2 separate regions of the Zea mays genome follow, and region 2 is linked to region 1. A link is a contact called in public Hi-C data. All regions are on one chromosome and are shown on one strand. Each heading gives the region's core, a stretch centred on a gene start, on an enhancer-like site or on the middle of the called end of the contact. The rest is flanking DNA. Distances are from core to core; before and after follow the strand shown.

Region 1 (3,584 bases), core at 537-3,036:
GTTAAAGTAAGCCTAGACCGACCACCCCTGCGACCTGGTCCAGCTCAGCGCGTCCATCCATTCCTCAAGCCTCAGATACGCCCCCACCCCACGTCTGTGCATGAGTCAAACACGTATCCCTACATGCACGTAAATTTAGCAAAGAGATATGTCGCAATTTCTATTCTTAAATGCTTGATTTACTCTATAAATATATGATCACTGCAACAGGCATGCCGCTAGGCTCGTGAAAATAGATTTCTACTGGTGGGCCTCTTAACTCGACCACAATTCTCAAATAATCGACAATAAAAGATCTATTTCTACTAATCTCTAGCACGGAAGGTTATAAAAAAACGTCGGTAAAAATAGATTATAAATAACACCGTCTCTGTAGAGCTTGTGTGTCCAGTGAAAGAGAACGGAAGAGATACGGACAGGAATAGAATTCCGCGCGTGAGGATTGAGGAGTCAAGGGTGCGGGAAAATAATTCCACTGGAATCTCCGGCGCGTGTAGTCTCAGCTCTCAGGGTTCTTTGATAGCTGAATTATCAATACGTTACTTTCGCTTTCAAATTAAGAGGTATGGTCTCAAAGTTTACTCTACCTTTTCCTGTGAAGAGGTACGGATCAATTGCACAAGTGATGCGATTACGTTTTCCTCTCAAATGGCGCAGACCAGGCCATTAGACTATCTTCAGCGGTTTCCATTAAATTTCCTCCCCTATATCTTACTTTTCCTCCACATCAGCATTCTCTCTCCCCCTATTTTTTCACGTACTACAGCGGTTTCCTCTAAATCATCCCTCTATACCCCACCCCACCTATATAATATCATTTCCATTTCAACCAACATAACTACCTCTATTTTATTTCCTCTTTTTTCTTGCAAATGTAAAAACCGAAACATGTACTTACCACATCTGCGATATTAATTAATTAAATTCGAAAATTAATTAGAATCAAAAGTATCTTGCACGAACAGGAAAGCATGTTTTTTTAAAACTTTCAAATTCAAACGTGTTTCTTTAACAGTTCATGAAGTGCTACTGCGGTTTTACATTAACAATCCGATGACACAGGAAATAAATGTCCAACTAGTTTATTATTACAACTTCATAACACAGAAATTCAGTGCTGCTCAAATTAGCAAACGAGAGTATACAAGGAATATATATATTGTTGCATGGCAACCAAATCTGAAACCAGTTTTCGTAGTCAGGCAGCGAGCGGGAGTCAAGTGCAGGCAGGACTTGGCGCCAAGTCAAATGCAGGCAGCGGGAGTTGGCGCGAAGACAGTAGAGGCGGTCGCGGCTGAGTGTAGCGTGCCCCTGTATTGAGGGGGAGAGAGAAGGTCACTCTAGTGCAGGGGGACGAATAGAGGGTACCGATGCAGTGGATAGCGGTCTACAGTTGCCTCTAAATGGAGGGAGGGGGAAGCAAACCGCAACCGTTGCAGACAGTCTTAGCTGCCTACCAGGCTACTATAGCGCCATTGACCTGAGGTAAGTAGGTAACACTGTCGATTGGTCGTGGTTTCTCTGAGTTGAAAACATGGGAATACTGTCGATTGGTCGTGGTTTCTCTGGGTTGAAAACTTGGCCTAAACACAAGAATAAGACGAAATGGTTTATTGGGACGTACCGCTCAAGAAGTTAGCGGTTGTGCATGGCCATCAATCCATGTCATTGTTTTAAGTAAGAAACCCACTGTCACATTTGTATTAACCATAAGTCGTAGCCGTGAGGTGTACGCAGTAATCAATATAAAAAATGCGACATCCATTAGGTTGCAGCCCAGCTAGTCTGTACCAGCCACATCGCCTACCGACCACATCACTGGCTATCGGCATTTATTGGCCACCTATTAAAGTCCCTGTGAGGAACCATAATAGGACAACAGGGTAAAAAGATAAAGACTTCTCTTATCTTAGAGAGAACGAAGATAAGGGAAGAAAGGGGAATGTGATTAGAGAAAGTAGCATGTTGGAACTATTTAATATGAAAGCTTAATAGTGGTTGAATGACTTTCTTTATCTTCCTCTTTATTATGCCTTTTTTTAATACACGTACATGTATGGTAGATTACAAAACGGCCACCGAAGACAATGCAAAGGGTCCAAGAAAATATTGTTATGTAGCAGTGGTACTATTTACCTATTTATACAATTGTGTTAGCACACATCTTCGTACAAAATTGCATAAAATACCCTAATTTTTACATAAAAGGCCTATTCAATTGTTGGAGAGTATCTTCATCTTTTTTTGCAAACTAGATGTGTTGTGCATGTCTTCTCCTACTCCTTCGTGCTTCCTTGATTCGAAGGTGGTGCTTCTTCGGTGACAGCTTCATCTTACCTCCACACATTGTTTCATAGTCCGAAGAAGACGACCGAAGTCTTCGAAAGTCACTTCGTGAAATAGACTTCAAACAACATGTTTTTTTACTTGTGAACCTTCCGCAAAGTCTCCCCCCCAATAATCGTCGTTAGCTTTTATCTACCACAGCGCTCAAGTGCACAACCTTTACCATCAGCCTACAACCACCTCAGCGGCACATAGCTTTTCTTTTATAGATTCTTATTTAAAACAAAACACGATATTTTGTTTGGCAAAAAATCATGGTTTTAGAGAAAAAAAATCATAATTCAAACAAAGTACATAAAATACAGAAAATAATAAAAATTACATAACTCATACAAAATTAAAACTCCTCATCATCATCCTCTTTATTTTCTTTCTCATCTAGTTTTAATTGCTCGATTATTTTTTCCACAGCCAACCTGTGGGCTCTCTTTATATTAGCATCTACGTAGGTGGTGGTATGTTCCAGCAACTTGATGAACTGCTTGTACAATTTGATTGATTTATCTTGTCGATATCCTTGCTTAGTTGCTTCATTGTCGTCTTCTTATGGGCATGGGTCTCACTACTACTTGTTGCTGGTCCCTTACCCTTGCATAGTGCTCTTGCCCTACCTTGGCCAATATGGCATTGCCGATTTGACAATATTAGGCGATGCAGAGCTATATTCGCTCTCCATGTTGAGGCGAGATCATTTGCTCGCAACGCCGAAGTTAGAGTCACCATATCGTGTGCACCACTTGGGTTGATGACAAAAAGCACACCACATGTGCTTTAGCTTGAATTCACTTTCCTTAGACATGGGGAACTAGATTTTTTACTATTCTAGCTTCCTCTTGGTATGGGATGCATGATAACATGATATTGTCACCCCCGCCGTAGATACTAGCACCAACAGGATATCTGAGAGCAACGACACAATCTTTCAGCTCGTTTAACTCTTCAGCATTTAGTACCTCATTGGAAATGTCTCTAAAGTCAAAGTCAATATCTCTTCTTCATGAAGAGAAACTGCTTCAGATTCTTCTGGTTTTGGGACCCTGGCGTCTTCTTCCGGCTCTAAGGCCTTTGTAAGTTCCATTGTTTCTTCAGCGACAACTTCTTCAACAATTCTTTTAGGCTCTAGAGTATCGATTATTTTTCAATCAAAGCACGAGCAACTGTTTTAGCATTTGGTTCTAAGCTCGGGCTTTTGTTGCCCTCCTTAGACGGAGTCCCAAACACTGCCCTCATAAGCATCT
Region 2 (3,584 bases), core at 677-3,176, 290 kb before region 1:
ACTCGACCATCGTCACAAGCAAATAAAGCAAGTGCCACTCTAAGGCAGCAGCTTATAAAATGTTTAAATTGTCGAACGGATCCGATGAAAGAATAGTCATTTTTATTTTATTTGAGTTGAATTGAATTAGCTAAAGAGCAACTTCGACGAGTTGTTTGTTCTTGTCATGGTTTCATGACGACGGACGAGACTCGAGAGGCGCCGGAGCCGACGGCGCGCTGTCGCACCTCCAGTATATATATATATGCAGCCACGCAGGCACAACCAAGCATGCAGAATGCCGGCGGCACTAAGCGAGGCCAGCGATGGTGAGACTGCCACCGGCGGTGGCGCGCTTGACGAAGCGGCCCTTCATCCGTGGCCGCTTCTCGGCGTTGAGCTTGCGCACCTCGTACCGGATCTTCTTGGAGAAGAGCCGCGTCCTGCGCTTCTCCCGGTACCGCGACACTCGGGCCTCCCGGCCAACGTCGTCCATGCCCTGCCCCAGCCTCGGCGTGCCCAGCAAGTCCTCACCGCCGTGGCCGACCATTCCTCGTCCCACAACCCACATGTTCTGTATTTAGAACAAGAATTGAATTCGACGTTAACACAATCACTCCGATCGAGCGAAGCCGTGCATGCACTCAAAAAGTCAGGGATCTCGATGATGTGGCGGGGCCCGGGAATTGAACGTACCGTGCAGTCGTGGGGCCAGCTGTCGTCGAGCTTGACATGTGGTCGTTCGGCGCCGCCGGTCCACGGCGAGCTCCCCCAGCTCTGGATGATGGCCTCGTAGTTGAGGGTGAGCGAGAGGCTCGTCTGCAAGAACTGGCCGTCGGTTCCCGTGTGGCTGCTGCTCGCGGCATTCTCGGTCGTCGTCGTGTCCTGAGGCGAGCCGTAGTTGAAGTCGATGTCCAGCATCTCGTCAGATGCATCTGGGTCCAGCAGCTCGAGGGCGCACGCCAGCGTGCCACTGGCTTCGCAGGCACTGCCGGCGTCAGTCTCCACCTTGACTCGCGACGCGTCTTCACCCACTTCCACCGGTTCCAGGAGGCCCAGCGTCTCCATGCAGAACGACGAGCTCTCCTCGTTGCCGTCGTCCAGGCCGTACCCGAGCAAGGCCTCCATGTCCGCGGCGAACTCCCTGAGCTCGGCGTCGGTCGGCCCGAAGTTGGCATGACCTCCGTCGGGGAAAAACTGCACCAGCGGCGCCGCTGCAGGTGTCTCTCGATCTGTCTTCGCCGGGTCCTCGACGGCGCCGTCTTCGTTGCAGGACGACGCGAGAGCGGCCGCGTCCTCAAGAGGCTGGGGCGAGCAGAACTCTGCCAGGGCAGGGTCAAAGACAGGCACGCGGTAAAGCACCTCCTCCTCCGGCTCCTCGGCCTCGAACTCCCCCTCGTCGTTCCGACCATCTGGCGAGTCCCCGCCCGCCGCATGGGGCACAACGAGGCGCCGCGACAACGTCCGCACATCGCTTTTGGCGCGCCCACCGCGCGGGGTGCGCGCCTTGCGCTTGAACCACGCCGGCACCACCTCGTCGTGGCTCTCGCGATTCGCTGACGCCGGCGTGGGAGGCGGCGGCGTCTGCAGCGGAGACGTGGGGCGCAGACGCAGCCTCTCGTGACGCCGCGCGAGCGAGTTCGCGGAGTGCACCGACGTGTCGCAGACTTGGCACAGGAACGCGTCGTCCGCTGCGCAGTACCACCTGGCCCGCCGGCGCAGGCACGCGTCACAGGCGCGCGCCTCCTTGCCACCCACCGCCGCCGCCTTCGCCGAGCTGCCGGTCGTGGTCGTGGCAATCATTTCCCTTCAAAGCGGTGTGCCGGCGTGCTACTCAGTGATGGCTTCTTCTACGCTGAATGTAGTAGGATGGGACCTATAGTATCCACATGTGCCGACGTACACTCTGAGTTTTTGTATGTACTGTAGATGTTAGGGAAAAAATGTGCTGAAAATATCGCGGTGCTCGGTTTTATAGAACCGAAGGAGAAGATGGGCCCATCTTGCGCGCTTTCTGGGCCCCGCCGGCTGCACTTTGCTTGCACTTTTGGTGTCGCGCAAGGGCACCACTACCTGCGGGTCTTATCTGCAACGTGATTGGTCGAAGGGTAGCGCAGGATGCGGGGCAGGCGCTTGTGATTGGCTCCGACGGGATTTCCAGTGGGGCCACCACCTTCAGCTACGCACGGCCTACAGGCTAGAGCCCTTTCCACATCGCTCTCACGGTTGCTGGCAGTGGCAGGGGACCGCTAGGGCAAGGCGAGAAAAGTCTTTCTTGGTCTTCGTAGCTCAAGTTATCACTAGGTTATTACTATATGCTAGCTCTGGCTAAGGCTACCATGCATTATGCGGAAGGGAGGTGTCGACCGTAACCATGACAACGTGAAAGAAAACGTTGACGGTGGATAAGGAATAGGATGATGTATTACTGGAATTCGGCTCTTTGCCAGATGCCACATTCGGTAAAGTTCCACTCTCGATAACGACTACGTTTACCGAGAGCAGGACTCTCGGCACAGGAAGACACTCAGCAAAGACAGCTTTGCTGAGTGCTAAACACTTGATAAAAGTCAACGCTCGGTAAAGGGACGTTAGCAGTCGTCTATAGCTGACGGTCGTTACCTTTGGCACTCAGCAAAGAAGCTACTTTGCCGAGTGTCATTATTGGACACTCGGCAAAGTATATTTTTATTTTTTTCTTTTCCCAACCAAAATTTTTGTGGTATGTTTCTACACTATGTAGACCTATATGTTCCATTTTTGCACAATTATAAAAGTGTTTGCTATAGCTATTAGATTTAGTTCGTTTAATTGAATTTCTTCGAAAAATTTAGATTTGAATTGCAAGTCACTCGAAACATGAAAAATCGTGCATGCAAAAATGATATTCATGTTATTTAGCACAAGTTACGATCGATTTCAGGAACATACTAGAATCTTCGATCACTATGCTCACTAAACATGACGGTGAACTTGTCATCCAATTGTTTAAAAACTGTATAAAACACAAACAAAGTTAGAAAATCATGAAGCTTGTCCACATGTCATGATATCATATGTAGATAGGCTGTGATAAAAATTTGAGAATATTTCAAGAAAGTTGTGACGCACTATGTGTAGAAACCTAGCCGGTCCACATTGAAACTCTATGATTTCATGTTACGCTAGTTAGGTTTCTACACATAGTGCGTTACAACTTTCTAGAAATATTCTCAAATTTTTATCACAACCTCTACATATGATATTATGACATGTGGACAAGTTTCATGATTTTTTGACTTTGTTTGTGTTTATTCAATGTTTAAACAACTTGATGACAAGTTCACGGTCATGTTTCATGAGCATGGTGCTCGAAAATTCCGGTCTACTCCTGAAATCGGTCATAACTTGTGTTAAATAACATGAATATCATTTTTGCATTAACGGTTTCCATTTTTTGAGTGACTTGCAGTTCAAATATGAATTATCAGATGAAAATCAATTAAACGAACAAAATCTAATAGCTATAGCAAACCATTTTATAATTGTGCCAAAAATGAAACATATAAGTCTACACAATGTAGGAACAAATCACAAAAGTTTGGTTGGAAAAAATGTAAATAACC

Evidence for each region. Hi-C and Micro-C count contacts between places; a contact is called where the count stands out from the background.
Region 2: a Hi-C map of tassel shows a contact between it and region 1, with 2.1 times the contacts expected there. The contact joins the promoter of LOC100283083 here to the enhancer-like site in region 1. A contact is called at or near these places in 2 of 25 Hi-C or Micro-C datasets (ear and tassel).

What each region holds. Positions count from the first base shown.
Region 1 is chr9:33,707,258-33,710,841 of Zm-B73-REFERENCE-NAM-5.0, reverse strand. No RefSeq gene overlaps it. Among protein-coding and RNA genes, the nearest start is that of LOC103638222, 120 kb to the right of the region's middle. Within about 2 kb of position 1,786, at least 3 of the 20 cell types and tissues checked have an H3K27ac peak or open chromatin away from gene starts, as enhancers often do. A contact at or near this core is called in tassel, where this site is marked.
Region 2 is chr9:33,999,249-34,002,832 of Zm-B73-REFERENCE-NAM-5.0, reverse strand. It overlaps LOC100283083 (zinc finger protein CONSTANS-LIKE 16), which reads right to left and starts at 1,926. Exons shown (of 2, transcript NM_001155985.2): 1 at 676-1,926; 2 at 1-553. The coding sequence starts at 1,782. The coding sequence ends at 290.